Regions from separate parts of the Danio rerio genome. Here region 1 is linked to region 2. The links are chromatin contacts, called in public Hi-C maps. All regions are on one chromosome and are shown on one strand. The core of a region is the stretch at or near the end of the contact, and the rest is flanking DNA. Distances in the headings are between cores, read along the strand shown. Region 1 overlaps ephb2b (eph receptor B2b). Region 2 overlaps ephb2b (eph receptor B2b).

What was found. Hi-C and Micro-C count contacts between places; a contact is called where the count stands out from the background.
Region 1: a Hi-C map of embryo shows a contact between it and region 2, with 1.6 times the contacts expected there. The contact joins two enhancer-like sites.

Annotation. Positions count from the first base shown.
Region 1 is chr11:30,414,987-30,422,803 of GRCz12tu, forward strand. All of the region lies in intron 3 of ephb2b (eph receptor B2b), which reads left to right. Among named protein-coding and RNA genes, the nearest start is that of ephb2b, 100 kb to the left of the region's middle. Within about 2 kb of position 1,740, at least 6 of the 62 cell types and tissues checked have an H3K27ac peak or open chromatin away from gene starts, as enhancers often do.
Region 2 is chr11:30,324,562-30,332,049 of GRCz12tu, forward strand. All of the region lies in intron 1 of ephb2b (eph receptor B2b), which reads left to right. Among named protein-coding and RNA genes, the nearest start is that of ephb2b, 8.9 kb to the left of the region's middle. Within about 2 kb of position 2,025, at least 5 of the 62 cell types and tissues checked have an H3K27ac peak or open chromatin away from gene starts, as enhancers often do.

The DNA of each region.
Region 1 (7,817 bases), core at 490-2,989, 90 kb after region 2:
GAGAGAATAATTACCCTAATCACTTGGTATTTAGCTCATTTTCATAAAGCATTAGCGCATATTAATGCATTGAGGAATATTTCATAATATTTTACCGTGGCAGGAGCTGATTGCAAATCTGGGATAAAAAGTCGTAATGTAATATCATTTCTCCAATCTTGCGTCGCCATTTATAATCCCATGAGCTAGATAATGTTAATGAGGCGCTAGCACTGACCTAGAGAATAATGACAGAGCATTTGAGGATTGGCTCTGATTACATTTGTTTTGAAGTTGTAGAAATGACTGAATTATGCTGGAATACAGTGCATTATTTTCTAAAAGCACAACAGCCTCCAATATTGTCTGTAGGGATAGTTTGGGTAGATGTCTATGGCTATTTATTTTTTAACATTTTGAATATACAATGTAATTGTATTATATGTGTATTTTCATCCATCCATCCATCCATTCATCCATTGATGGTGATTAATTGAAAAGTAATCGAAATCGACATACAGAACCTGTAATCTATAAAATTTTTCCAGGTCAATTTTTTCAATTACTTTCCCTAAGGTGTGTGGAGTCTTGTAACCCCAATCTGTTAAGGCTGATTTATACTTATTATATTATGATTTGTACTTATTATATTATTCTGTATGGTCCGGTGCAGCCTCTGTATAACCATGTAAAATATAACTACACGTCGCTACAACGTGCGCAAGCTTTGTGATTGGTCAGTTTGGTAGCAGTGACAAGGGTGGACAGTGCGGAGAGTCGCGTTTTAGGCCATGTGTGTTTTCATTTCAGTTGTTGATGTTCAATAAAGGATCATAGATAATAGTTGGTGTGTTTTAATTATTTTAAAATCAAGTAATGCAATCCAGAAATCTCTAACTGGTAATATGTGAGCATATTTACTGTACAAAACTGGTCAGTGAACTATGAGGGAAAAAACATAAAATAAATAAATAAAATAATTGTTCATTAATTGTCATCGACTTGTTCAATGTTCATTTAATCGAGATTTTAGGTCAAATCGCCCGTCCATCCATCCATCTATCCATCCATCCTAATTTGTACCAATCAAAATACACTTTAACCAGGACTGTAAGTGTAGTTAAACTATATTGTAAAACATTACTGAATTAAATAGATATATTTTATTAGACTTTGTTTTTATTTTTATATTGTAAATATACCATTTATTATTATTATTATTATTATTATTATTATTGTTATTATTATTATTATTATTATTATTATTATTGACTGCTAGTATTTTAGATAAAATGTTTTTTTTTATTTTACATACATTAACGTATGTATTATTCTTTGTATTACTGTATAAATTAATGTTAAATTATTTATTTCACTTAAAATGTATTTTATAACAATAATTTACTCATTGCGAACAAAGTCGTATCTTGCTTGAGAATATTATTGAATTATTTGGAGTGATAGCTCTTAGTGGGGCCGTGTACTATTCAGATTCACAAACTAATTGCAAAGAAGTCAGTTCTAGCATCAATTCAGAATGTTCAATTGTTTTATGAGGACCCAAGGCCATATTTAGAAGAAAAAAGTTTGATGAGAACAATATTAAGCCATCTAAGATGAAAGGTTATTGATGGTGGTTGCCTGTATTATACATAAGCGGTTTCTATCGAAGTCTGCCTTCGATTCATCCAGCCATTTATCTCTCTGGCAAAGGAAAGCTGATACCACTGCGTGAGACAATGTCAGGACTGTGGTCAGTGGTCGGGGGATGGGTTGATGTAAGAAAGAGGGGCTTTTTAACTGCTGGGAGTCGGGCGTAATGAATTGATTTGTGGAAGATGTTTTCGCTGAGATGCCATGGTATCCATTTACGTTGTGGGTTGCAGTAGGTCATAAGATCTCCAGATGAAAGATCTATCTCGCAGCTACTTTCACAACTCCTCCAACACTTTATGTAGACACCTCTTGTAGAACGAGCATGTAATTATGCATGCTTCAATTAAGTCTTCTGCAGGGCTTTCAACAGATAACAATTCTTTGACCTGACGTGTGTCAAAATATTGACAACATACCAATTTATGGATGTTCACGATGGCACTGAATTCTTGTCACAAAAATTAAGAGCGTTTTGCTAACAATATTACATTTCCTCCCAGGGAGGCGCCATAAGTAAATGAAGCAAGCCAGGCTCTTTTAGCAGAAATGCCCTTCATAAAGGCAGATCTGATTTCGTTTAGAGCTGCGTGAAACAGAGACCCTCTGGAGACGCACAGGGTCTTGTACCATTTCAAATGAACATGTTCTGCGAGAACGTGTTCATTTGAAATGGTAGCAGAACACTCAGAAGGACAAAATAGACGACATGTTCATGGTTGCTGGGTCTTTATGTTGCCAAACAATAGTCATATTTTCCCAAATTGCAATCTGATCACACAATCTGTAGAAGAATGGCTTAGATGTACAAATATGGAGATAGGTTATTAAAACAGCTAGGCATGAGCCGGGATACGTTTCTGACTGTATGATAACATTGTATGAAAATATCTACTGTTTAATTTTAGGAAACATTTATAATATTTTGGAGCAGTAAACATGTCAGGCTAAATAATTAAAATAAATAATTGACTTCTGTTGTCTTCATTAGTTAGTTAGGCACAGATTTCTTTGCAACACATAAAAAACACATAAAAAACTAAAACAAAATTGCATATACCTTAGTAATGATTTATTTTTGCAATTGCAATTTTAAAAACCTTGACTTTTCCAAACCACTGTAAACCTTAAAACCAGTTATCGTCCCATGCGGCAAGTGTTCAAAATGTCTTGAAATGATCTTAAAGTAAGATAAATTCCCTAGAGGTCATATTAAAAGGAGTGTTTATATTAAATATATGTTTTATTTAATTTACTTAAAAGTTTACACTTAACAATTGATTAATAATAAAGTTAGTTTTGCATGCTGTCCCGGGAGAGAGCCCTGAGCCGAGAATATCCACGAGCCCAGGACTTCCTCCCAATTGAAGGGCCATTGGAACTCCCTTGCTTGTGAGCGTGTTAGGAGTAGCTGAGACATAGCTGGCTAATAGTTTGTCTTAAGATGCTACTTTGGAGTAGGGAAAACCCACACGAGCATAGGGAGAACATGCAAACTCCGCACAGAAACACTGACTTGCCGGGTGAGGGGTCGAACCAGTGGCATTTTTGCTGTGAGGCAATAGTGGTAAACATTGGGCCACCCTATCAGGAGAAGGATTTGAAAAGGGGATTCCTTAAGATGAAGATGACTGAGGTGCAAAATTCAGGTAATTTATAGTGAGTCAGTATTCATCTGAATAGGGCAATATGAGGAGCTGATGCAGGACCAGCTGTGATCAATCAGTAGTACGAGATCCTCTTGAAATTAGTCTATTAATAAACCGCCCTTATCACTAAATATGTGGATCACTTTTATTCATTGTTTACTTGCTTTTACCCACATATGAGCCGGTAGCCATTGAATATGCATTTTTTTGAATCACATTAAATATTCTATTGACCAAAAAAAGTCACCAACATCTTGATTGTCCTAAATTTACAGCAAATATTACAGGATTTTCTCTTTGTTCACTTTTAATAGTAGTTTTCGCTTTTAATGTTCCTAGAAACTCGATGTATTGTTGTAGAAATACATACACCCGGTAAGCATGAACATCAAAAGAACACAAAGAAATGCATCGGCACTAGGGGACTTCTTTGTGAAGGTATATTAAGCTACATGGCATTGTCGATGAAAGACATAATTTTAGCTTGGGCAAAAGCTGATTGGGTGCAGACCTTCCACCTGTTGAGAAGTCCTCATGAACTTGAGTCTGATGAAAGAGAGCGAGCAGCTTTACAGTGGTAAACATTACTCATGCGTTCCTCGGGAGTGCGGTTGTGTGATCCAGATCTACAACAGTTTATTTATGGCTCCACAACGATACAGCACTATTTCCCTTAGGATGAAATATGTGTCTTGCTGCATGAACATTTCATTTATGGCATCCAAACTTTAGACATTATAAACGGGAAATCCCTCAAAGCTGTTGATGCTAAAGCACTGCAGCAGACGACACTCGAGAAGGACAAAATGTAAATAATAATGCTAGGAATAATTTGTAGCCTTACTCTCGATTTCCACAAAGCTTTAAGCTTGAGTTAGTAGGAGAGTGTGGAGTGATGGCACATTCAAAGACAGAAGATTAAGGCTGGGGTTTGATGTAATCTAACTGTAATTCTCAATACCATAAAGTAAAAAAGACAAAGACATCCATGTCCTGATGAAATCGAGGTTAAGGGAAGCAGTAGAGGACACTGGAGCAGTAGCATCCCTTTGGATTCCTGGTCCTGGCAACTTTCCACACAGACGAGGCTTTAGCAAAGAAGTCATCATGATGCACAGACGCCACTGTGGCTCGCTTTATTTCCCATGGCGCATCTGCTTTTAATGATAGCTCTAATTGGCTAACAGCGAACGTGGGGCACTGTTATGCTTCTGGTCAGCCTGAAATCCCATGGGCTCATGAAGCAAAACAAACAATTGTCCCATCATTGTCTTTCAGCCCTCCATGTTTGAGTGAAGGGCTGTTCAGAGACCCTTTGCCCGTATAACTGTCTGCACAGACATTTTTGGGTTTTCTTTGTCACAAAGGTTTTTTATTTTTTAAATTAATTTTTGTTTCATGTTGGTGTGCATTATTTATATGCAGCAATTTATGTACTTTCATTAGTTAAACTAAAATGCAGTAGCATGAATTCATTTTAATTTTAATCTCAGCATTTACCAATTCATTTTAAAGACCAACAGTTAAACTGTAGTTAATGAGCTAATGTGAATATCTGTACTAAGTAGAATTAACCAAGGTAAATGCATTCCATAAAAATATACAATAGTGTTCATTGTAAGTTCAACACTTGATTCAACTAAATGAGTCCTACTTTACAGTATACCGGTATATTAGGGCTGTGCGATTAATTGATATGGTATCGAAATTGCAATTTGGACATGCGCAAGTTCTAAATTGCCTTACAGCATGATTTTCTCACAGTATGGAAGCCTATTTAAAACCAATCGTAACGCAGCGCACCTAAACAGAGCGTGAGAACAGGAGACTGAATAGACTGCATGTACAGGAACGATACAGCATAGGAGGACTTTGTGCCAAAAAGTCAACGTCTGTGGTATGAGGTTACTTTGGATACAGGAAGGCTGATGTATGGCAGAACTAGGTAATTTGAAAATCAGTCATATATTATGTCTAAAAGCGTATGGAAAGCGTAACGCCCCATTCACACAGGGCGTTAGTGTCCATGCTTCCCATTCACTTTGAATGTGTGACATCAGGCATTGCCAAAGTGCATTGTAGATCCGTCAGCCAATCAGATCGCTGTATGCAAAAAATCCAGCTAGACAGTGGCCTATTGCTGTATGAATTTCATTGGCTGACGCTGCTATGATGATCGCTTTAGCTCCAACTTCAGACACGCCTTCAGTCAAGCATTGACACTAAAGCCCCGTGTGAATGGGGCGTAAGCTTGTCGCTTCCTTCAGCATTTTCTACGTGCTTTGCGGTTGCTCCTTTGTCATTGTTCGGTGACTATCAAACATTATCTCAGAGAATGACAACTTAACAAAACATTGCTGCAGTTTCGATACAAGTTTTATGTAAGGAGAGAATTAAAATCACTTAATCGTAATGTGTATATTCCATATAAAGTATAAAGCTGATTGGTCAGTTCTTGTTATGTGACTAGCGGTGCAGCATTCTGAAAGTTACATTTACACACATGCAACTAAACACACATGCAACTAAAGTACTTCTGATATTTAGTCAAGCAGAACATCATAGTCTTGCTTGAGTTTGAAGGTTTGTTCTGAGACAGTTTGTTACAGCTTTACTAGGTGATTTTTATTTTCTGTCTGTTTTAGAGACATGTTACAGGTCTTTGACAGGTCTAATTGTTTTTTTTTAAAATATGTTTCAGATTCACACTGTGAACACAGATTAAGTCTGTTTGTGAAAAAATTGTGATTAAAATTTAAATCGCAATATTGTTCAAGAAAATTGTGATGGGTTTCGTTTGCCAATATTGCACAGCCCTATTGTATATGTATATACTGTATGTATATGTATGTGTGTGTGTATATATATATTAAGCCACTGCGTTATTGAATTACATTCTCCAGCTAATTTTGATATGAAAATAAAATTTCAATGAATGTACGGATGGTTTGAACAATAGATGAAAGACAATGCTAGACATAGCTTCAGTGCTCAATCTGTCCCAATAAAGGATTCAATAGGGAGCATTCATGTAATCTCATGTCCATGGATTGTAGTGCTGTTTCACTGAAGTGGCCTCTTACCGCAGCTCCCCTTCATCACTTGATCAAGCAATTTTCTGCATTATCTCATGCTGACGGACACATACATGCATTGCAGAATAGCTTGGCCACAATGTAATACAAACCTCTTGACTTTCTTTTGGGCCTTATCCTTCACCTAGTGAGGACGTACAATACAGCCTTTTTTTAGCAGCCATTTTCAGACGGCTTCAATCCACATGTGACCCATGGCACGCTTTTATGGCTGAGCTCCTAAATGCTCTGCTCTTGCCAATCCTCCAGTCTGGGCTCTAATTGGGAAAGTAAAGAACATTAAGCAGTGAAATTAAACCCTCTTATACCGAATTGTTCACTCTAGAGTTCGACACCAGGAGCGAGAGTATGACAAAGAGCTCAAAGTGCTCTCGGTGACAGCAGACACACGGTAAAGCCAACAAGTCGAGTCCTCATAGCCGACGCTCGCAGCCTGAGGCCAGAAAATAAAGATTCCTCTGCACTAGCCAAGGATTAGGATCACAAGTACCATAGGAGCTGTCTACCCACCTACCGAGACCCAGGGGAGTAGTGATACACTTTTATTTCATGTTGCCTAGCGGTAATGGAGATTTCAGCTTATCCAGGTGTTTTTTTCCCCTCAGCTCTTCAGAAAGAGAATAGATGTAACATTTCTGAAAACTAAAGACATCACCCACCCACACTTTGCTCCATCGAGAAGCACTCGTCATTTTTCTCTCAGCACATTCATCACTCCCTTGAAAGTGATAACGCCAGACTGAAACGACTGGGAACGGCCTATAGCTCAAAGAGCATGATGTGTTAACTTGTTCCACATGCATGTCTGAGCAGCCAGTCATTAGCTCACATCTCCACTGGGATTGGTCTTTCTGGAGTCGCATGATCCTCAGAGGCTGTAATCGCTATTTTGTGGCATCTCTGATCATTTGAGGGATTTCTCACGCCGGCCTTTCGTTCTGTTCACCTTACGGCTTCACACAGCTGAATATCGAGGGGTTAAGAGGTGTTCGCTGATGGAACGGTTTCTTCTGGAAGGTGGATAAGAGGTTAGGGGCTTGATCTCCTTTAAAGGCCAGAATGCAGACGCTTTGGTCCAATCATACTTGGGACCACTCGCAAACACACCAGAGGTCTCTTTCATCTGTTTTGATTCATGCGCTGACCACTGAAAGGCCTAGACAGGATGCAGTATCAGTTCGTCACGGGTCGAAAGAAAAGAAACAGGGCATGTATCTTCTGAAGAGCTACAAGCCTGCACTAACCGCTGGCAAATAATGAACAAGGGGTTACAGAAAGCGGGGCATGTTTGGTTACAAATACCATTCGATTCTGGGGAAGAAATCAGGATCAAATAGCAGTACAGCTGTTGCGCCGCTACGACAGCAACTGCTGATGGATGAATTCAATTGACATGCAAGGCAATATAAATTGCAATTCTTTAACCTTGAGTGACATTCGA
Region 2 (7,488 bases), core at 775-3,274:
GAGTGTGAATAAGTGTGTGTGGATGCTTCCCAGAGATGGGTTGTGGCTGGAAGGGCATCCGCTGCTTAAAAACGTGCTGTATAAGTTGGCGGTTCATTCATTCATGACATAGTATTGGCATTAACGGCTTATCTACAGTAAATAATGTTGGATGTGGTAAAGTCACTAAAATGCTCATACATTTGTGCAACAAGAGACCATTTTATTTTAATAGTTTCTGGAGCCATTTAAGGTTGCATGTTTTCTAACTTTTCGAACGCACATCTGAATTGGTTCATTTGTGCTCCTGTATGATTTAGTAGCTACAACACCTGCAACAATCCCCTAAAAATGACTCACAAAGTGAAATTTTGAATTACTTTGGATTGTTGCATGATAAAACTGAAAAAAAGATAAAATAAAATCCAAAATAGCAACAGGAAACATTGAAACAATTTTTGGCCACTTCATATAGCCTAATTGTGTTGGAAAAATGTTTTTTTTTAAATAACAATTTTTATTTGTTATAATTTGTACCTTTATTTAATGTATTTTTTTGTTGGTCAGTTATCTACAAAATAAACAAAAAAGAATACATTTTAGGTGAAGTGACATGCAAATAATACTGTTTTCAATAGGGGAATTATGAATAAACTTCAAGTAGGCCTATTATAAAATATAGTATTTCTGACTGTTTACTTCATAATTTGAGTTTTAAATTACAGTATCGCAATACCACTTAGTATCATGATACTTCAGCTGGTAAAGTATCATAACGTGAATTAATAAATATAAACAACCCTACTTTCTACCACATTCCTCTTCTCTGGATCAGACCGAAGAGTGATGTCATTTGATCTGAATATAGGCTCACACACTCCCAGTGAAACAGAAATCTCTCTCCATTAGTAGTTCATTATACCCTACCCTGCATTTACAATGAATTGTTAATTTTCTAATATTTTGACATACAACATTTTTTTTTAAACCTCCATTAATACTCCACTAAGCACTCGGCTGAATTGTAATTAGTGAGGACTCTGCTTCATGCCTGCCAAGGCTTCTGAATATTCATAACTTGGTATCGGTTGTGCTTTCTTTTTCATCTTGATTCATGTGCATACTTTAACCTTACCAAGTTGTTATTTCACACCAGTTCTAACCTGTCTGTCCTATCGCAATGCAGAAGCATTGTTTACAACAGCATGACTCAAGAATTGTTTGAAAACTTTAAGAGTTGATTGTGTTTAATGACTTTAATTTGTGCTGGTTGGTTGTTATATTGGATCAGGCTTCTGCTTTTGTTGTGATTAAAAAATAGTTTTCTTCTTCCCGGCAATTTTACGCTTTCGCAAATTGCAATTAAGTTATTTGTTCTAAACAAACTTTAATTACAATTGTAATGTGCACAAACACAGCTGTTGACAGTCAATTAAAATCGTTTGCATCCTTCATATTTTCTGTGCATATATTTAACTATTTGAGTGCTTGTTTGAACAGCGTCTCTGAAGGTAAAGGACCGTATCCTTTACTAATAACAATAACATGGCATTTTGACCATTACCTGAGCTTGACTGACTGGTGTTAGTGTAGAAAGAGGACAAATGGGGGTCTGTAACACTGTACTGCATACAGAGCATAATTGAGTATGTGGTTGAAGGTCATGTTGGCTTTGCTTGAAACGGCTAAATGATAGCTGTGTTTTTTCTACCTTGAGGTGATAATTGTTTCAGCCTGCAGTACAAGTCGAGGCTCAGGCTGTGGTTCGGGACAGCGATAGAGAGACGTTACCAAGAACATATTTAAATCGTGTTATCATTAGATCATCTAATCTGTGTTCGTGCATAGATTAATGCATCCTAATCAATCCATTTAATCACATCTAAGTGCTTACTGCTAGGTCAGAATGGCTCTCTCTCTTTCCCTTCGGCCTAGTTTGTGAAAGCGTTTATCTTTACTGTAACCAGATGCAGAGCAAACTGTCTCCTGCAATTTACTAAGCATTCTGCAAAACACATTGGAAATGAAATATGCAGGCAGTCCTTTACTCCTTAGAGCTGTGAGCAATGCGATTACTCATGCATATGTGAGCTCCTATTGTTCATGCTATGTTTATGTAGCCGTAATAATACGCCCAGTTAAAAGGTGGTCTTAAGGGATGAATATCCGTCACGCACGTCATATTGTGAGTGATTCTAAACCTCAAACATCACTTTTGGATTGTGGACATATTGATTTTTGTTCAGTTCATACAGTATATATGGCCCTCCAATGTGATTTTTGCTGTACATTGCACTTGTGGCACTGGAAGCAGTTTAGCTAATTAAGTTTCACTTGGCTGGTTGTCTTAAGGGGCTAATTAAAGGAGCCTAATTGCATAAAACCAGCCCTTGCTTTGTGTAAGCAAGGCCACTTAACCACTGTTATAGGACCATTTTTGAGAATCAGAAAGCTTTTTGACACATTAAGTGTCCACATTAACCACGTTTTAATAACATTTGTTAGATCAAATGCACTTGATACAGTTGTTTCTACGATGTTGGATCAGTGTCACATGGGAATGCAAGTGGCCAATTATAAAATTAGGCTGAGAGAACAAACAAACTAATGAATGATCATCCTGCCTGCACCTGTGAAGAAATGCTAATGTTACTTTTGGTGGGTAGTTAGTTTCTGAAAGATGAAACACATTTCACTATCAATCTTAATCGAACAGTTCACCTAAAAACAAGATGTTGTCATTATTTTCAGTCCTTTTTGTCATTTTAAACCTGTATCACTTCCTCATTTATTTATTTATTGTTTGTTAATGTATGCAAGTTCATACTATGAAATTCAATAGAGTTTAGTATATCTTTGAACACTGAATCTTACCAAATTGGCTAAAGTAAAAAGCAGACGTGTCTTGTATTGTTTATATAATGGTACACATGCTAGTCCATGCTAGAGCAGTGAACCTTCACTGGTCTCACAGTTCATTCATTCATTCATTCATTTTCTTTACGGCTTAGTCCCTTTATTTATCAGGGGCCGCCACAGCAGAATGAACCGCCAACTTATCCAGCAATTGGTTTAATCCAGCGGATATCCTTTTAGCCACAACCCAACAATAAGAAACACCCATACATTTTTGTATTCACACACATACACAACAGACAACTTCATTTATTCAATTTACCTGTAGCACATGTCTTTAGACTATTGAGGAAATCCTCGCGAACATGCAAACTTCACACAGAAATGCCAACAGACCCAGTCGAGGCTCGAACCAGTGACCTTGCTGTGAGTCAACCGCCCTACCCACTGTGCCACTGTGACACCACAGTAATTCTAGTATTAAGATTTATAAGTATATTTTTATATTATTTGTAATACGATTTTGTCTTTAAATACAAGCAGTCAGATATATAAACTGTACCTTTAATTTGACTTGCTCAAAGAAAGCACTCCTTTTGAATGTATCAAACAAAACACAAGTAGGTGCACAGAACAACATACGGAATAACTAGTTGGAATCTATTACTGAACCACTACCGAATTGTCCGCTTCTGCATCGCGGTGCACAGAAAAAATAATTTATTTTGACACCCCTACTGCCACCTTTTTAAAAAAGTAACATTATTCAAATGTAAAAACAGACTTTTCATAGATTTCCAATGTTTAATAGGCTATGATGTTGTAGGCATGGGCCGGTATAAGATTTTGACGGTATGATAACCTGGGATAAAAATATCACGATTTCACGATATTGTGATTACTGCTCTAAAATATATTCTTTTTAAATATCTGAGTAAAAAACAACTTTTTCCCCTTTGAACACAATATATTTTATTTTGAGAAACATTTAAATTTTTTTTATAACCGTAAACATGTCAGGCTAAAAAATTCAAATGAATCATTGTTTTCTGCTGTCTTCATTTGTTTCAAAAACACAGTTTCTTTACAATTTAAAATGGCATATTTGGACGGCATATACCGTTTGTCCTTAAAAAAAAAAACTTTTAAAAAATCTTACACATACGTTAGGAACAATAAAAATTTTGACTGTTTTAAAACCTTGACTTTGCCAAACAGCGATATACCTTGAAAATGGCTATTGTCCCACGCCTATTATGTTGCTAATGTTTAGTTTCTTGCCCAAACTAATTGTTTTACTTGATAAGACATCAATGGATGATCAGTAGCCAAGGGCATTCAAATTGTTTTGCGTTTATATGCCGTTTTGGGTCCCAAGTACTGTAGCAATTAATTTGCATTGTGAAAAAATCTTCTTTGATGCTCTACTAAAAAAAATAATCCACTTGTATAGTCTCGAGCTGAGTAAATACTATTTTGGGGGGGGGTGAGCCATCCCTTTTAAGAGAAATCCTCCTGAGCTGAATGAAGTGACAGTTGGGTGTTCTTGCAGGAGGTCAGACCTTGTTCGCACACACTATTACACATCTGCCTTCCATCAAGGCGTTCGACAAACACAGTTCCTACGAAGTGGTGCAGCGCAGCTCAGTGTCTCCCAGAGTACAGTCTGTCTTCAGAGATGAAGGCAGGCTGATTGCACCCTCATCTGCATCACAAAGGGAAGCCGCATTCACCTGAACTGCTGGTACCCTGCACACACACACTTGACGTCTCCTGGCATTTCCACTGCCGCATGATGTCTGCCAGGCTTTGACTGTGTACCTCCTCTCTCTCAGGCTGGGGGGCTGACGGCTTGACTTATACTGGCTCCTTAGGGATATGACCCGTGGTCCTGTTATAACTCAGCCTGATGTTATTGCTTTCATCTCTGTCAATGGCAAACGGTCTCGGACCACTATGACGCTGACTCTTCCATTGCAGAGGGCTAGGTCACAACATGCACTCTCAGACGAAAAAGCTTCCTCTTCCCAGAAAGGAGTGCAAGGGTCTCTGTTAGCCACAGGATGCCTTTTTTGTTGCTTCACTTCGTTTAGATGCCTGAATGCTGTAATGGATGCCTCACAGTCTTTGTCCCTCTGAGGACCCTACTATTTTCGTAATTAAACAAACTGTGAATTCTCTGCATTCCGGTCAATCGAACCGTAGGAGTGGGAATACTCAGCCAACTTGGGTTAATTTGCTTAAGTATAAACATTCATTGATTGCTACCATAGTATTTTTTGCATTGATGGCTTTCCTTCCACACTAGTGCTGAATTACACTTCGCACTCGGTTGTTTCCGCAAGAATCAGACTGCTTTGGCAGTGCAATGTGAGCTGGAACAAACACAGTTTTGGGCTATGTGTCAGCCTTCTTTCTCCTTACGGGATTAACACCCGGACTCCATTCCCAGGCCACCTGTGACTTTTTCATGGCTAATCTAAGTTTGCATGCTACAGTCCCTCTGGTGACAGAATTATGTTCAAAAATGTAGGGGGTCCAATTGCCACTTTCCTGCATCGCTTAATAAAGGACGATTTGAAACCAAATACAGCCGCTTGGCTTCCCTCCACTTGTGTTTAGAAATTCTCCACTAGTGGATGCCCAGGCTGTTTTTGACAGACCGAGCTAATCAAAATTACCTGTCGCTGAAAGGCGAAGTGCACCACAGAGAAAAAAGTGTTACCATGGAGCTATTTGTTTGCATATAATTGCATTAGTTTGGCACTGAGGGAATTAGCAGAGATAATTGAGCGATTTGGCCTATAGCTGTGACTTGACTGCCGTCAGAAAGGGCGGGCGGTGTAATCCTCTGTTGTATTCCTATTAGTTCATAAGTAATATGAGTCCTACTGAATGTCTGTGATCCTTTGTTATTCTGACCAGAATTTGAAATGTCTGCATCATGCTGGAAGCTGTAATTACATGTTTATGATTTGTTGCTTTAATTAATTGTGTATAATTGTATATTTCCCTATAGCAATTTACATTTTATGCTTCAAATCAGCCACTAGAATAAAACAGAAAGAGAAGTTGGAGTTGAACTTGAGGAGAAACCAGGAGTCTCAGCAACAGAATGGTGATGTTATGTTGTATTAGGGGTTAAGCAGCTGCAGTCTTATTAAATAGGACGGGCCCATAATGAACTGCCTTAACTGTTCTCTGAATTATCTCTGATAAGCAGCACGGGTGGATTGAGCTTAGTAAGGGGGCAGCAGGTGGGTGTGATGGTCAGTAGATTTAGGGAGGCTTTAAGACATCTTGTTTACTTATTAAATGTGTCTAGACATTGAAACCCTCTTTCGAGATGAGGCTTAGTTATTGTTTTTTGTAAAGTCAGGAGAATATTTAGTCCATAGATTGTATATATCTAACATTTATTTACGCAATGCAAATGAAGACTAATATGTATTTACATTTCCTTGCATTAATCACAAATTATAATCACATGCCTTTATTTTTTTTGTGAGTGATGCAGTTTTAGGGTGAAGCTGCTCATTTCATATATTGCAGTATATTGCAGTCACTGGCAACTTTATTAGGTATACTATACTAGTACCCGGTTGGACCCCTTTTTGCCTTCAGAACTGCCTTAAGCCTTTGTAACATAAATTCAACAAGGTGCTGGAAATATATATATATATATATATATATATATATATATATATATATATATATATATATATATAATGACATTAATAAGATTTTGGTCCATATTGATGGACATCACGCAGTTACTGCAGATTTGTTGGCTGCACATCTATGATGCGAATCTGCCCTTCCACCACATCCCAAAAGTACTCTATTGGATTGAGAACTGGTGACTGTGGAGGTCATTTGAGTACAGTAAACTCATTGTCATGTTTAAGAAACCAGTCTGAGATGATTCACACTTTATGACATGCTAGAAGTAGCCATCAGAAGATAAGTACAGTGTGGTCATAAAGGGATGGACATAGTCAGCTATAATACTCAGGTAGGCTGTGGCATTGACTTGATGCTTAATTTATACTAACAGGCTCAAAGTGCGCCAAGAAAATATCCCTCACACCATGGCCTCTGGCATCAACAAGGCATTTGCTCCCACAGAACTGCCACTCACTGGATATTTTCTATGTAAACACTAGAGATGGTAGATCTGCAGTTTCTGAACTACTCAGACCAGTTCGTCTTGCACCAACAACCATGCCATGTTCGAATTCACTTAAATCACCATTCTTGCCCATTCTGATGCTCGGTTTGAACTGCAGCAGATCGTCTTGACCATGTCTTGCTGCCGTGTGATTGGCTGATTAGAAATTTGCGTTAACGAACAGTTGGACAGGTGTACCTATTAAAGTGGCCGGTAAGTGGATTGTAAATAGAGTCTTGATCTGTGCTGGTTATGAAATTATTCATGAAAAATATCTCTTTAAAGACTGTTTGTGACATACATTTTGTTAGTTTACATATTTACTAGGTGACATGGCAATAAAACAAAATTAATTTTGGACCCTTATCAGCCTTCATGAAATCAGAGACGTTCATTTGACGTTTTCTGCAAACAGAGATAAGAGATGTCTTTAGAGCGATAAGCAACTCATTATTTAGGCATCAGCCTGTAAATGAATAGTC